2 separate regions of the Mus musculus genome follow, and region 2 is linked to region 1. The links are chromatin contacts, called in public promoter capture Hi-C maps. All regions are on one chromosome and are shown on one strand. Each heading gives the region's core, a stretch centred on a gene start, on an enhancer-like site or on the middle of the called end of the contact. The rest is flanking DNA. Distances are from core to core; before and after follow the strand shown. Region 1 overlaps Macf1 (microtubule-actin crosslinking factor 1). Region 2 overlaps Akirin1 (akirin 1).

Region 1 (7,837 bases), core at 2,219-4,718:
AACCCTGACTCTTGATGGATGATACATCTCTGCATCAGGTCCAGCAAGCCAACTTTTTCAGCTGTATTGGGGTCTATTAAATTCTTGGATGATCTCAGGTGAGACTGTAATTCTGAGTGAAGACTTGATGCAATGAAGCCTTGATGAAAAGCTTCTTCCAGATTAATACAGTTCTCACTAGGGGGGAGACTGAAACCTCCAGTTGCCAGGTGAACTTCTAAGACTTTCAGTCCAAGTCTCTCACTGATTATTTTCTTTTCAATTGCTTCCACCACAGAAAGGGAGCCTAGGGTCCCTGTAAGCCTGCTTACTAAAGACAGAGAATCCCTTAGTCCCAAGAGCTGTTGATATATTGGAAGGTTAATGAAATTTCTGGTGAGACCCTCTTCCAAGGAGAGCTTTTCACTGTTCTCGGGATCAATGAGGCCAGACATGATAATCTGGGATTCCAGGAGCACAAGGCCTGTGTCTTGGTCAATGAGGCCCTTTTGCATGGCTCTGAAGATGGGGAATATCTCCACTGTGCCTAGGTCAATCACCCCAGCAACTGCTCTGCAACCCTAAAAGAAAGAATTAAAACAAAAATTGAATCAGAATCAATGATAAAAAGCATAATGGTTGGAAGAGAACCACAGTAGATGAAATTCTGATCACAATAAAGACCTATCCCGAGTAAGTCCCAACCTGCACGAAATACCAAAATGCAAGCCAGGCCATTCATGCTAGGAAGTAATTTTTCTAAACTGCCAAATGTTTAATAGTGCCAGAAGTTCACAGATTGCTTAAAGGATGATAGACAGCATTAAGTATATCTGAGTAACAAGCTTTATTTACAAAGTAGCACACAGTAGAAAGAGAGAGAATAGCTTAAAAAAAACCTTACTTATTATATACTATTTATTTGTTTATTTATTTAGTGTATAAGGTGTGTGAATGTATGCATGCATGCAGATACTCAAGAGCCACAGCACTCATGTGTAAGTCAGAGGACAACTAGTGGGGTTGGTTCTGTCCTTCCATCATGTGGACCTGGTAGGTATTTTGACTTGCTGAGCCACACTGCTTGCCTTGGGTGGCTATTTTTAAAGGTTTTATGTTTTACTTTTTAAAATTGTATGTATGGGTGCATATGAGTACAGGTGTCCTGGGAACCCATGGTATATTAGTCAAGCAGTGAGTGCTTGAGAGTTAACTCTTTAGGAGGCCAATGCTAGGAAGACCAGAAAAAGAAAGTCAAGGAAGAAACAGAGTGTGAACTGCTAGAACCACTGCTTCCAGTCCGGGCTAAAAAGGGAAATTTAATAACTATGATAGCAACTACCACTCAGATGCATGAAGAAGGACATAAAATCTTCACAATGGTCCTTTAAAAGATTACTCTTCGGCTGGGGAGATGGCTCAGCGGTTAAGAGCACTGGCTGCTCTTTCAGAGGTCCTGAGTTCAATTCCCAGCAACCACATGGTGGCTCACAACCATCTGCAATGGGGTCTGATGCTGTCTTCAGGTGTATCTGAAGAGAGCAATGGTGTACTCATATACGTAAAATTAAGAAAAAATCTTTAAAAAAAAAAGATTAATCTTAGTTTGCAGGTAAGAACATGAGAGCTAACTTGACCAAGGTAACAAAACAAGTGAGTTCCAGAAACTAACCTGGTCTCAAATCTTTTGCTATTATATTGTCTCTCTGGATAGTTCTGGGAAGTATGAAACAGTAAAGTCACACCTTAAATAGTAGTTGGTTTCTAAATTCAGGGAATAAGGTAAACCTTATACATTGTTAAAATTACCTTTGTAAGTTCTAGAATCACCTGAAGAATTCTCAATTTAAAGCCTTTTCTTTCAGATTTCAAACCACTTAAAGAGTTTAGCCACTTAACTGTGCGATCACTTACATTGGGCTCTGTTTACAGCTCTTTTTCCTTTTGTTTGTTTGTTTTCTGAGACAGGGTCTCACTATGAAACTCTGACTGTCCTGGTATAAACTATGTGGAGCAGGCTGGCCTCAAATTGCCCGGCAGCAGACTCCTGCCTCTGCCTCCAGAGTGATGCGACTAAGGGCAGACACCACTATGCCCTTCAGTCATTATCTCTCTAATAAGGGCAGTATTATTTTGGATTTTTAAAAATTCATAACTTAAAAAAACCCAAAAACTTCATAACTTACTCTTCATGATCTAGACTTAACTGTCAACCAGTTCCCTGTCTACTAACAAGTACACTTTGTTTCTATTCTCATTCAGAGGGAAACTATATTGAAAGAATAGTTTTTCTCTGTGTGTATAGGAACAGTATCTGCAATACAATGACCAGTAAATGAATAAATAGATAACATATAAGAACACCTTTAACACTATTAGGCCATAGCTTCAACTTTAAAGACTGAACAAGGATTTCAAGCATGAGGACTGTATATAAGAATGAAGATTGGATAGCAAAGAGGGACTTGGCTCATTTCTCCATTTCATTGTATATGCTCAATTAATGGCATAATTCTCCATGCTACAAAGTATATTATTTGCCATTCTCTTCCATCTTTAATTTCTGTATTACAGGGTTCAATTTATATAAATGAAACACACATACCATACAGATCTACTATGTGTCTATTTTATAGAGATTGAAAAAATTGATCATTGGTGTATGATTGTTTACAAATATATAAGCTGGGTACGTGGGATCTCTAAATTCAAGGCCATTCTGGTTTATAGACCAAGTTCCAGGGCCTACCTCAAAAAACCAAAAAGAAAAAAGAAAGAAAGAAAGAAAGAAAGAAAGAAAGAAAGAAAGAAAGAAAGAAAGAAAGAAAGAAATCCATATAAAGCCTGTTATAACAAAAGGGAAGACTATTGTAATTTCTTCTGTAAGAGTTATAATTGCAAAAATGCTGACATTGGGGCGGGGGGGGGGGGGGAAGCCTGGAATTGAGCCAAAGAGAAAAGCCTTCAGAATTCCTTCTAACACCCTCATAACTGAAGGCTAGACAGGCAGCACTGCACTGGGACGTAATCCAGAGAAATCCAGTCTACCAAACATGGACATTGTGACCTAGATGAGCAGTAAAAGACAGGGAGAAAAGGAAAGAAAATAAAAGGCGTCTACTTACCCACACTGCAGAGCACGCCTCAGGCAGATAGGAAATAGAGCCTTATGGAGCAGCTCAGCCGTATCACATACACAGTGTAAGCTTGGTGTTAGCGTCCAGCATGCGACTGTTTGTTTTTTTTGCAAAAAAGAACCCCAAACAGGTCGTCCTCTTTTCCCTTTGTGCATTTGTGCTTAAACTCCAAAGGGTTAGTGAAACTTGTAAGCAAGGATGTCAGTTAATCAGAACAATACTTTACATGAAACACACACAGTACAGGGACACATCATGCTCAATGTAGTGGTGCTCAGCAGCTTGTCCTGTCCTTCTCTTCCCCCTCCCATCCCTCTTTAACTTTTCAAAATGAGAACTGGATGTTCTCAGCAAGCAATTGTTAAAACTTTCACATACTCCCTTATATGGTGAAGCAACAGCCACTAGAGTGGGCTGCTTTACACTGAAAATTCCTCACCAGCACACATTTCCTGGAAATGTATTATCAAAGCAGGACTGCTTCTATCCTGTAGACTTTATGAACTTATAATTTATATCCATTTTTCAGAATCAAGTATATTTTGTTTTGAATAGTCATTTTTTGAATCATATAGACCAAATATGATTTACCATGTTAGCTGTCTCCACATAAACTGGCCATTGCTTCACAACATAGGAAATAAGCAGGCAAACACACTGTATATCCCAGAGACACATGTATATAACTTGGTTAAATGCACACACACACACAAATATCCAGAAACAACTTAAGACAATCGACAGCAACTATAATGACTTCCATGTGGTACAAAAGTGAAGGTGAGGTGAGAACTGGTAATGTGCTATGTGACAGGATGGCCATGGATGGTGAGGGGAACCAGCGTCTCAGTCAGTGAAGTTCACTCTCCCTGGTCACGCTACAGAAGGAAGAGGGTTATAAGCATGTTCTTGCCAATATCCACAACCCTTGGCTATCAACTCTTGGGTGACAATGTCTCAAAGGAGTAAAATCTTAGTGACCTGTGATCAGATACAAATACAGAATTTAAATTCTCATTAACTGTTTTCCAATATGCAATGGTAAAATGTGGGTGGAGGTGGGAGTGGACCAGAAACAGAGGGTTTGCTATAAATGCCCTCTGATATTTTTGACTGACCAACACATCATGGAACCCCAGTAAAGAAACACATGACAAATGGCTGCTAAGGTGAGGTTAAATATTAAGTCACATTGGTCATGGCAAGCTAGTGAACATGACTCTCAATCAGCAAAGCCACTTTCATACCACTTAAAAGGCTTCCATAATATATGGAGCCAAAAAGTAAAAATACCTTTTGTTCCGTCTGCTGAGCCAACTCGCTTTGGAGCTGCTGGAGTTGGTTTGCAGAACCATCACAAAGGTCATGGTAAGTCTTGTTCAGCACACGCAACTGCTCAGAGATCTGTTCCTTCTCTCCTTCTGAAAGCCTGAAGGACGAAGCATTAGATTTCTCTCAAGGCAAGAACTCTCCAAACTATATTCAAAACTGCTCTATTGTTGCCATGAATGGATTATCTGAATACATCCAGTCTCTTATACTGAACTTTGGCATCTCACACATATTCCATGATTCTTAGTGATGTCAATGCTATATAACGCTATGCTCATAGTGCTGCAACTATAATCAAAATGACCTCCTTGCTTTCTTAGCCTTACTCATATACCACAAATTTGGATGCTGAAATAATATAAATTCATTGTTCAGTTAAATTATTAGATCTAAAAATGCATGATATAGTTTTATTTTATATGTCTTTACTCCTTCCACAGATATTCTCATTTTAAACAAATTATAAATCTCACTTAGCTATCACCTACCTAGTCATCTTTAACTTATTTTAAAGCCTTTGTATGTGGATGTATTTGGTGAGCACATTGTTCATCACACCCCTTTTCCCTTGTCTCCTCTCCCAATCTTAGCCATTTTTGTTTGGTTTGGGTTGTTTTTAAGAGATCAGGTCTTTATGTAGCCCAGGCTGGGTGAGCTTCAGCTGGTGACCCTTCTGGGTTAGCTTCCTATGATGGGATTACCATCGTGCAATGCTTACTTAACTCCAAGTTTTACTATTCAACCACCTTTGCTTTAGGCTGGAAACAGATACTGTCACCTAATATCACCATGGGTTTGTCACCAGAGCTATTTATTTCCTGTCTTCCTAGAGGTTCACCTCTTGAATCTGGTGAAACCTAAAAGTTGGTTGCCTCCCCCATATTAATTCCGAGAATGAACTATGTTAGAGTTTCCTACAAACTGATTGAGATTCCCCCAAGCCTTCCTTGACTCTTCAAATTGCTCTGAGCCTATCATTTTCTCTATTTATCTTCAGTTTATCTCTGGCATCTAAACCCTGCAATGGATTTTCTTAATCAGGTCCTTAATATTATTCTTGCCTGTCCACTCATTAATTAGATAAAAACCAAATCTCTAAGATCCCACATGATGCCAGATACATCCTTTGAGGGAGGAGGTATCCCATAGACATTAGAAATCCTACAGGTTTATAATTTTAACTGGTCTTCAGTATGTCCCTTAGAAAATCCAAGTGAGAGTCCCCAGTTAATCCCTTTATCATTTTGTATGAGCACTACCCTAATCTTCAATAAACCCTCTATTTAAAAATAAGATGCAGACAAACAACTAGCTATTACTTCTCTTCCTTGGACCTCACTCTTGACAATATCACCTTGACCCACCCCTTTCCCCACACTGCAGGGAAAAGCTGTCTTGACTACTGATTAAGACTGTACTCTGGCCCGGCAGTGGTGGCACATGCCTTTAATCCCAGCACTTGGGAGGCAGAGGCAGGCGGATTTCTGAGTTCTAGGCCAGCCTGGTCTACAAAGTGAGTTCCAGGACAGCCAGGGCTACATAGAGAAACCCTGCCTCGAAAACAAACAAACAAACACAAAGACTGTACTTTGTACCTACCAATTACTTCCAACCTCTCTCACTCCCCTCCTTCCTATTAGCTCTTTGCTGAACTTAAGGCAGTCCATGAACACAGGTAATTGTCTTCCACCTTCTACGTAAAAGGTTTGTGAGAGGGCATTCTGTTTCTCATTACTTGTATTAATGCCTTCCTTTCCTGCAACCACGCTTTAGGAAAGGAGTTGAATTTCAGTTCCTCGGCCTCCTGACCTCTCATTTGCTTACTGTTCATCAGACTGACCCTGACTTTACCCAACAACTTCTCACCAATACCACCAAAAAGTTCCAACAGTCAAATATATTAGATATTCATCCATCCTTCTTAACTTTTGAGCCCTCCCTCCGCTTTTGAACTTTCCTGGGAGCTGAGGTATTACTCACCAACATTTTCATAGTCATTTTAAGTTTCCTTCACAGAAAAGCCCTGAAAGTCCATTTAGGTTAATTTACCCTTATGATTTCTACTACATTAGTGACTTAAATCTTTGTCTCTTTAGACTTTTGACATTATTTCCAAACTTCCTACATAACTGCCCATTGGGAATCTTTGTTGAGTATAACTACCTAAGGAATGAAAAGGAATCCATGAATCTTACTACATCCTAGGCATTTTCACTCACTCCTATAGGTTCTATAGGAGGTTCTATAGGCTCTCATAGCCAACAATGTCTAAGTTATATTATTCTGCAGCTCACTCCTTGGTCTGTGTTTCTTATCTGTGTGAGTGGCACCATCATACAGTCAACAGCCTATGCTAGAAGCCTAGAAGGGCTTTTGTTTGTTTTGAGACTATATTTTGTGTCTCACTATATATATAGCCTTGGCTGGCCTACAGCTCACTATGTAGATCAAGCTGGCCTTAAATTCAGAGCTCTCCCTGCCTCTGCTGGGAATAAAGGCATGAACCACTAATCTAGCAGTTTTTCTAATGATTTTTCCATGTGACCAAACCCATAGATTCACCATCATTAATTTCTTTGTAAAAATGGATACACTTGGGCTGGTGAGATGGCTCAGTGGGTAAGAGCACCCGACTGCTCTCCCGAAGGTCCGGAGTTCAAATCCCAGCAACCACATGGTGGCTCACAACCATCTGTAACAAGATCTGACTCCCTCTTCTGGAGTGTCTGAAGACAGCTACAGTGTACTTACATATAATAAATAAATAAATCTTTAAAAAAAAAAAATGGATACACTTATTTATTGTATGTGTATTTGCACAGGCACATGCAAATACAGAGGGCAGAGGAAAATCAGGGCAGTTATTCTCTACTTCTACTCTGTGGATCCTGGGGATTGACTTCAGGTTAACTGGGCTTGGGGATAAGCACCTTTGTGTACTGAATCATTTGCTAGCCCCTTAATACCTCTTGAATCTTTGTCAGCTCTGTAATCTACTGCATTTCTTGCATTCATTATTCTACACTTGCCTCTCATCCTCTAAAATTCCCCCATGTCAATCATATTTAAGATTCCTCCCCAAAGCTGAGAAGGTTAAAAAACAAAACAAAACAAACAAAACAAAATCTCCTCAGGCTCTTGTAGGAATTCTCCAGACTAACTTCTCATCATGACTCAGATTCAGCAAGTTGCAACGGTCAGACTCAGGCTGGAAAGATGGCTCAGAGGTTAAAAGCACTGACTGCTCTTCCAGTGATCCTGAGTTCAATTCCCAGCAACCACATGCTGGCTTACAACCATCTGTAATAGGGATCCAGTGCCCTGTTCTGGTGTGTAAAGACAGCTATAGCATACTCATATAAATAAAATAAATAAATCTTTAAAACAAA
Region 2 (7,837 bases), core at 2,139-4,638, 260 kb after region 1:
ATATAAAATAAATATAAGCACATGCCTATAACTCCAGCAACTCTAAATGCAAGAACAACAGAATTTAAGGCACACATGGGAAACTTAACAAGACCCTGTCTCTAAATAAAAACAAAAGCTGCGTAGAGTGTTTGCCTAGTCCCAGATTGCCTATAGCCCCCAAAAGATAAATCTTTACACAATGTATTCCAATTCTGAGGTTTAGAATTAACCTTCATATAAATACTCTTAGCTTTAGATGGGTGAGCCGGGCTACTCAGGGAGCCCCATGGATCTTGCCTATCTCTACCTCTCTAAGTGATAAGATTACAAATGAAAGCTTACATCTGGCTTTTGTTTTGTTTTGTTTTGTTTTGTTTTGTTTTGAGACAGGGTTTCTCTGTACAGAGCCCTGGCTGCCCTCAAAGTCACAGAGAACCGCCTGCCTCCACCTTCCCAGTCCTGGGATTCATGGCATGTCACCATACCCACCTCTCCTATTGTAAGGTCGGTGACTTGGTTTTGGACTTTATTCACTGCTATCCTGGAGCACTTGTGACCCCTATGCACATCAGATTCGAAGGGCCTGACTGTACAACACACATCAAAACTACACTTTCTGATCATTTAATTCTGTAGCAGGTCAGGGCCCAGGCATCTTTTACTTTTAGGATCCACAACCGATTTTGATGACTCAGGACCTTTACTTGCTCAATAATATAAACCAAGTCACTAATATTAACCCCTTAACACTCCCTATTAGAAATGGTCTCAAGAAATCCAGGCTGGCCTTGAACTTATTAGTACCCTCAAATAACCTTTAATTTCTGATTCTTTTGCCTCTACCTCCCCAAATACTGGGATTACTGTGTTGGTTTATTCTGTGCTGAGGATCCCACCAGGGCTTCATGCATGCTAAGCAAGCACTCTACCAACTGAGCCACATCTCTAGCCAGTCATCACACCTTTATGAACCCACACTCCTCATGATTAATCAGACTCCTATAAGCCCAGCACTGTCAGAAAGATCAGGAATTAAAGTTAGAGTCATTCTCTGCTACTTAATGAATCTCTTCACAAAATGTCTCAGTTATCCTAGTCACTTTACCAGCAGAGGCCGTGAACATCGAAACTGTAATTTTCAGCTTCTTGGGAGCTATTCAGATGTGAATTTATCATTCATATTCAGAATATTCAGCAAAAATGGGAGGGGCAAAGGTTATAGAGGAAACTTCTACTCTGTAGGTGAGGACAAACGAAGCAAACAGCAGCATGGTTACAGCTGGAGTCTGAAGCTGGCAGTTGGAGTAAGTCTGCATAAAGATCAAGCCATAACCCATCCTATCCTCCCTTTAGAATCTTCCTTCACTCCGGTCAGTATTTAAGCTACTTACCACCCTGAAACAACAAACCCTGTGGTTGTTTTCTCTTAAACTAAACAAAGTATTTTTTCCTTTACAAATGAAACATGACCAAAACACTAGGCACACCCATCATCTGCAATCATTTCTCTCCTCACATTTTCTGCTACTTTAAAATTACTGGGCCAGTGAGATGGCTCCATGGGTAAAGCCCCAGGAGCTGAGCCTGAGTGAACCCAGACTGTGTACAGAGAGAACAACTCCTACAAGTTTTCCTCTGACCACCACATGCATGCCATGGCATAAGTACATCTGCCTCCCACCATAAATAAATGTAGTAAAAATCCTTATGTTTACATTTACATATTTTAAAAACATTTATTTCCAGATCCTATGAAGTATGAGGTAAGAATTTACAAATCTTAAGACAACTTACAAAGATTCTGTCCCCAAATTAAAAAACAAAAAATTACAAACTTCACCCTTGCTTTTTAAAGTTTTAAGATTCCTGTCTCATTTAAACTAACATTTCCATAGATGGGTGTGGTGCACACCTTTGATCCCAGCACTCAGAGAAGGTGAATCTCTGTGATTTGGGGGCTAGCATGGTCTACAAAGGAAGTTCTAGGACAGCCTGGGCTACACAGAGAAAGCCTGTTTTGAAAAGACAAAAATAAATAATAGCAATATTTAAGAGGCTGGAGCGATGGCTGGGTAATTAAGAACACTCACTGGCTACATTCTAGAGGACCCTGGTTCAATTCCCAACACCCACATAGTTGCTTAGCACCATCTAATTCCAGCGCCAGGAGATCCGATGCCCTTTTCTAGCCTCTGCTGGTACTAGGCACTCACATAGTATCTGGAAATACATGCAGGCAAAACAGCCACCCACAAAGAAAATGAACAAGAATTAAAATAATATTTAGGAGGAGGCGAGCTGGCATCGCAGAGTAATTCACATGGAATGAACCATTTCAAAGTGAAAATTTCAGTGGCATTCAGTATGGCCACCATGCTGTGCAACTCCCTCTAGTCCTAAAACATTCCCACCATCCTCAAAGTAAAAAGCCTTAACAGCTCGTTACTCTTCCTGCCCACCAAGCTTCTTTTTTTCTGGGTTTCTCTGTGTAGCCCTGGCTGTCCTGGAACTCACTCTGTAGACCAGGCTGGCCTCGAACTCAGAAATCCACCTGCCTCTGCCTCCCAAGTGCTGGGACCAAAGGCGTGCGCCACCACTGCCTATCTTCCCACCAAGCTTCTTAAACCACTAATTTATCAGGAGACAACTTCTTTATCTTTCTCTCACTCCTTTCTACCACCCCCCTTGTAAAACAAACAAACAAACAAACACACACCAAAACCCCAAAACAAAACAGGGTCTCTCTGCATAGCCCTGGCTCTTTGGAACTCACTATATAAATCAGGCTGGTCTCAGTGAGATCTGCCTGATTTGCCTGACACTGTTTCCTGAATGCTGAGATAGCCAGGTCCCAGTCAATAACTTTTTTGTTTTGTTTTGTTTTTGTTTTTGTTTTTGAGACAGGGTTTCTCTGTGTAGCCCTGGCTATCCTGGAACTCACTTTGTAGACCAGACTGGCCTCAAACTCAGAAATCTGCCTGCCTCTGCCTCCCGAGTGCTGGGATTAAAGGCGTGTGCCACCACGCCCGGCTTAGTCAATAACTTTTAAGGTAATTTCTAACTTTAAAACTGTTAAGTAATTGAATACTTTGAGGAAGCAAACTTTTCTAGAGGTTGGCAACACTGGACTGCTGACCATTTATAGGGACCCAGCAGGCAAGGCTAGTTCACTAAGTGACAAAGACAACTGCAAATCCTGAGATTTTTGAGCATAGCCCCCACAAACCACATGTCAGGGTTACAAAGCAGAACTGACTGTCCCAGAGAACTTTCTAGAACAAATTTCCTACAGTTTTATGCCAATGCAGCAGCCACATGTGACTAGTACTTATGCAAGAAGACTGCCACATGCTGAAGACTGATCAGTCTGCAGACCGGCCAAGAATATATACTGAGGCTCTGTCTAGACAACAAAACGCAGGACCAGGCATGGTGACACACCACTCTGTAAGAGGATCTCTGCAAGTCCCAGGCTAGCCAGGGCTGTATGTGAGACTATCTTATCAACAACTTGTCCAAGCCAAAAGCAAAACCTCAAAGTGACATTTTTCCCTAAAACTTCATTAGTAGGTTTAAATAAGAAATAACCTAGGCTCCATTTTGGTTTGACTCTAGACCATCTCCATAGCCAATGCTTCAGGTGCCTGTTTCCTAGCTTGTGACATTATTTGAAGGCTGTCATGTCTTTAAGAAAGATGAGGTCTGGCAGGTACAAATAGGTCACTGGGGCAGGCATTTGAAGTTTTTATCTGCATCTGGTCCCATGTCACCCCACTTCCTGGTCTATACCATATGAAGAGGAAGCCACAGGCTCACTGCAGGAACTGAGCCACTTCACCATGCCTCTGCTGCCACAAAGGAGAAAACCACCTAAAGCCATGAGCCAGAATAAAGTCTTCCTGCCTGAAGTTGCTCCTGCTAAGTACACTGTCACAGGAATGAAAAGCAATACAGCACAGGTCGCTAAAGGACACACTGCAGTTAAAGAAAAACGACTGTTTTCAGACAGGGTCTTGCTAGGCTTTACTAGCCGGTCTCAAATGCACAGTTCTGGCCTTAGCCTCCAAAACATGCTAGGCCCACCAAACCCAGCCCACCAAGGCTGAAACAGATTTCTAACGCAGTCTGCTTACCTGGAGAACCTGGTGCAGTAAGTGCCGAGGAGGAAGGCTGAGTTTCTGAAGTACAGGCTTCGCTTTGACTGAGAACAACTTCTAAATGTCTCCATCTCTGGTAACGATTATATTCTTGTTTTATGTTCTGAAAAATTTGCTCTAGTAAAAAAAAGAAAATGAACTTGAATATTCATTTTATGGTCATTTCTTCAAACTTCCCACCTACAAACTTTGTTGAGAAGATAGGCAAGAGAGATCTTATTATTTTATTCTACAAGATGCTGGGGTTCAAACCAGAGTCTTAACCACTAGGCAAGCATCTGCCTAGGAGACACATCCTCAGTCCAAAGACGATATTCTGACTAAATATCCCTTTAGCACACAGGCACAAGCCCTTCCTTAAGTTACAGTGTATCAGCCAGCCATGCAGCTCAAGACAGTCTTATTCTGACTTTTGGAGCTGGTATGATGGCTCAGTGTATAAAGTGTTTGCTGTGCAAGTGGTTCTCTCTCTCTCTCTCACACACACTCTCTCTCTCTCTCTCACACACACACACACACACACACACACACACACACACACACACACAGAGGCAAACACTCATATATATAAAGTAAAAATAAGTAAATCTTAAAGAAGTTTAATTCCTAAAATAATAGCTATTCTGGTTATGCCTACTGCTTTACTTTTTCCTGTGGTAACCAAGCAAATCAGACCTGTATCTTGCTGGATTCACCAGTACAATTTAAAGTAAAATAAACGTGTTGTTATTTTTAATTTGTTTTGGTTTTATAGACAGTCTCATGTAGCCTACCCTGGCCTTGACCTTGCTGTATAGCTGAGGTGACCATGGACTCCTCCTGACAATCCCCTTATTTCCCAAGCACTCAGATTAAACGTGTGTTACCATGTCTGGTTCTTTTTTTTTTTTTTTTTTTTTTTTTTTGAGAAATGGTTTCAGACTGTGGCCCATAGTAGCAATATACAGCATGCCCCTGCCTTAACTCAGCTAAGTTTTACATTTCTACCAAGCACAGCATTATGCTTTATATTATGCTTATCACTAAAGGTCTTTTAACAATTAAGGCTTTATTCCATGAGACTTTAAAAGGTCTTTGGGAAAGATGGTAGGTAGAAAAAAGCATTATGTGTAACATCCTGGACTCTGGGAAGGCGCTGGAGGAGCGGGAGGAGCTGAGGGCTACTGTTTGGGATTATCAAGGCTCATTAAAAGTATTTCCGAGCCAGGTATGGTAGCACAAATCTTTAATTCCAGAAGAGACAGAGGCATGGTGGATCTCTGTGAGTTCAAGGCCAGCCTTTTCTACAAAGTGAGTTAAGGGCAGCCAGGGCTATTATACAGAAAAACCCTGTCTCAAAAAACAAAACAAAAACAAAAACAACAACAACCAAACTGGAGGGCTGGAGAGATGGCTCAGTGGTTAAGAGCACTGACTGCTCTTCCAGAGAACCTAAGTTCAATTCCCAGCAACGACATGGTGGCTCACAACCACCTGTACTAGGACCTGACGCCCTCTCCTGGTGTACAGACAAAAAAAAAATAAAAAAGTGATTCTGAGAGGGCCAGGAACACTGTTTTCTCAGAGGACTTGAGTTCAGTTCTCAGGACACACATTTAGGCAGATCTCAACTGCCTGTAACTCTAGTTCCAGAGGACCCCAATGCCTGTGTAGGTTCCTGCGTGGGCGCGTGAAAACACACAAACACACACACACACACACACACACACACAACACACACGTTAAAAATAAATTCTTAAAGAAAAAGAGTTTCTGAGCTGACTATGGTGATTATTATTACAAGTCCATGCCTGTAATCACAGCACTTGGAAAGTTGGAGGCAGAAGAATCAGGAACCCAAAGTCATCTTTGCTTACACAGAGTTTGAAACAATCTGGGCTACATGAGACGCCATCTCAAAAAAACAAGCTGGGCTTGGTAGCTGGTAATCTCAGTGATTGGGAAATAGAAACAGGAGGATCACTGGTGCTCAAGGTCAGCCGGGCTACTCAATGAGTTCCAACACAGCCTGGGCTGAGCGAGACCCTGTCTCAGAACAAATATTCTGGAGGCAGGCATAGTCTCAAAACCAAAACACTTCTGAGCTAGGCCTAGCCTAGTGATGCCAACCTGTAAGTAATCCCAGCTTCTCTAGAGGCCAAGGCAGAGGCCAAGGCAAGCCTACACCAGAGGGCAGCGTAAACTGAAAGCCAGCCTAAACAGCTCCACAAGAGGTGGGTCACACTTCTAATCCCAGCATTAGGGAGGCAGGGGCAGGTGGATCTCTGTAATTCAAGGCCAGCCTTGTCTACAAAGTGAGCTCCAGGGCAACCAGGGATATACAGAGAAACCCTGACTCAAAAAACCCAAAACTACCAAAAAAAAAAAAAAAAAAAAAAAAAAAAAAAAAAAAAGGGAAAGAAAGAAAAGTTAAGGCTGAGGCTACAGCTCAGTGATACAGCACTGGCTTCACATGCAATCCATGTTCAATATCCAGGACAGGAAAAACAAAGAAATGTGATATTACAACAGGCAATGCTTGCTAGGCGTCAAATGATTATTCTGAGTCAGTCATCACAAACTGAATTTGCCAACAAGCAGGAAACACCAATTAGCAACTAACTATAAAACTGTATTCCTGGAGACAAGCGTCTAGAAGGATGTGGGCTTCAAGTTTTTATATACAGTGACATAATATTGTGTTCCTTTTCCAGATAATATAAAGCACCCCAATAACAAAAGCAGAGGCTGCAAGACATAGTGATGAATGCCTAGGATTCTAATACAGGGAGGTGGGGGCGGGGTGGGGGCAGGAGGATCACTGTAAAGTTCAAGGCCATCCTGGCCTATATAACAAGTTCCAACCAGCTACACAGGCCTATCTAAAAACCAGGAAATTATATTCCCCAACTCAAACTGTTCTAGTGTATACTTTGCTTTGTAACCATATTTGTCAGGGGTGGTGATAATGTTGCTTTGTTTGTTATGAGCAATTTTAGGAAGTCATTTGAACAGGTAATGAGAATCAAAATCACGGAGCTGGTAAGAGTGCCAGTGGCAGTATGGTCCAGTAGTTGTACATCTAGGTAAACCAACTCTGCCTACATGCTAGAACACAGACAGTGAAATTCAGGCTCTAGGTGCCTGCATATAGGAAACCTTCCTTTTTTTAAAAAGTCCGACTCCTCAAGTGCACACCTGCCAGATTCATTCAATACAAGGATGTAAGCAACTGCCAGGAAACAAGAAAGGACAAGCATGAGGGCAGAAGGTTCCGAACAACTCCACCTGCCTCCGGAGCAGCTGAGTGAACAATGGAGAGAGACACTTCCAGCCTGGGAGGATCCACTAGTAAGTCTGAGATGCTAACACAGACTCTAAGCTTCCTCTCTTACACAGGAGGAAAACAGCTGTGGTGCTCTTCTGACGACCACCTAAAGAAGGGAAACTGGCTTGCTTATTTATTTATTTATTTATTTATTTATTTATTTTCCCAAGACAGGGTTGCTCTGTGTAGCCCTGGCTGTCCTGGAGCTCACTCTGTAGACCAGGCTGGCCTCGAACTCAGAAATCCACCTGCCTCTGCCTCCCAAGTGTTGGGATTAAAGGCCTCCGCCACCACTGCCCGGCTAGTTATTTTTAACTATGCAAATTTCCTTATAATACTTAGGATGTTAATCCTTCATTCTCATCACTATTTAGCTTTTAGTTTCTAGGTT

The links. Capture Hi-C pulls out chosen DNA fragments and counts their contacts.
Region 2: a promoter capture Hi-C map of adipose tissue shows a contact between it and region 1. The contact joins two enhancer-like sites. A contact is called at or near these places in 1 of 39 promoter capture datasets (the 3T3-L1 cell line), 3 of 115 datasets of contacts at active chromatin or transcription factors (embryonic stem cells, microglia and stem cell-derived neural progenitor cells) and 3 of 9 other capture datasets (adipose tissue, embryonic stem cells and liver).

The regions. Positions count from the first base shown.
Region 1 is chr4:123,475,778-123,483,614 of GRCm38.p6, forward strand. It overlaps Macf1 (microtubule-actin crosslinking factor 1), which reads right to left. Exons shown (of 98, transcript NM_001199136.1): 35 at 4,410-4,545; 36 at 1-560. Among named protein-coding and RNA genes, the nearest start is that of D830031N03Rik, 68 kb to the left of the region's middle. Within about 2 kb of position 3,469, at least 23 of the 459 cell types and tissues checked have an H3K27ac peak or open chromatin away from gene starts, as enhancers often do. A contact at or near this core is called in adipose tissue, where this site is marked.
Region 2 is chr4:123,739,318-123,747,154 of GRCm38.p6, forward strand. It overlaps Akirin1 (akirin 1), which reads right to left. Exons shown (of 5, transcript NM_023423.3): 2 at 4,116-4,256. Among named protein-coding and RNA genes, the nearest start is that of Akirin1, 7.1 kb to the right of the region's middle. Within about 2 kb of position 3,389, at least 26 of the 459 cell types and tissues checked have an H3K27ac peak or open chromatin away from gene starts, as enhancers often do. A contact at or near this core is called in adipose tissue, where this site is marked.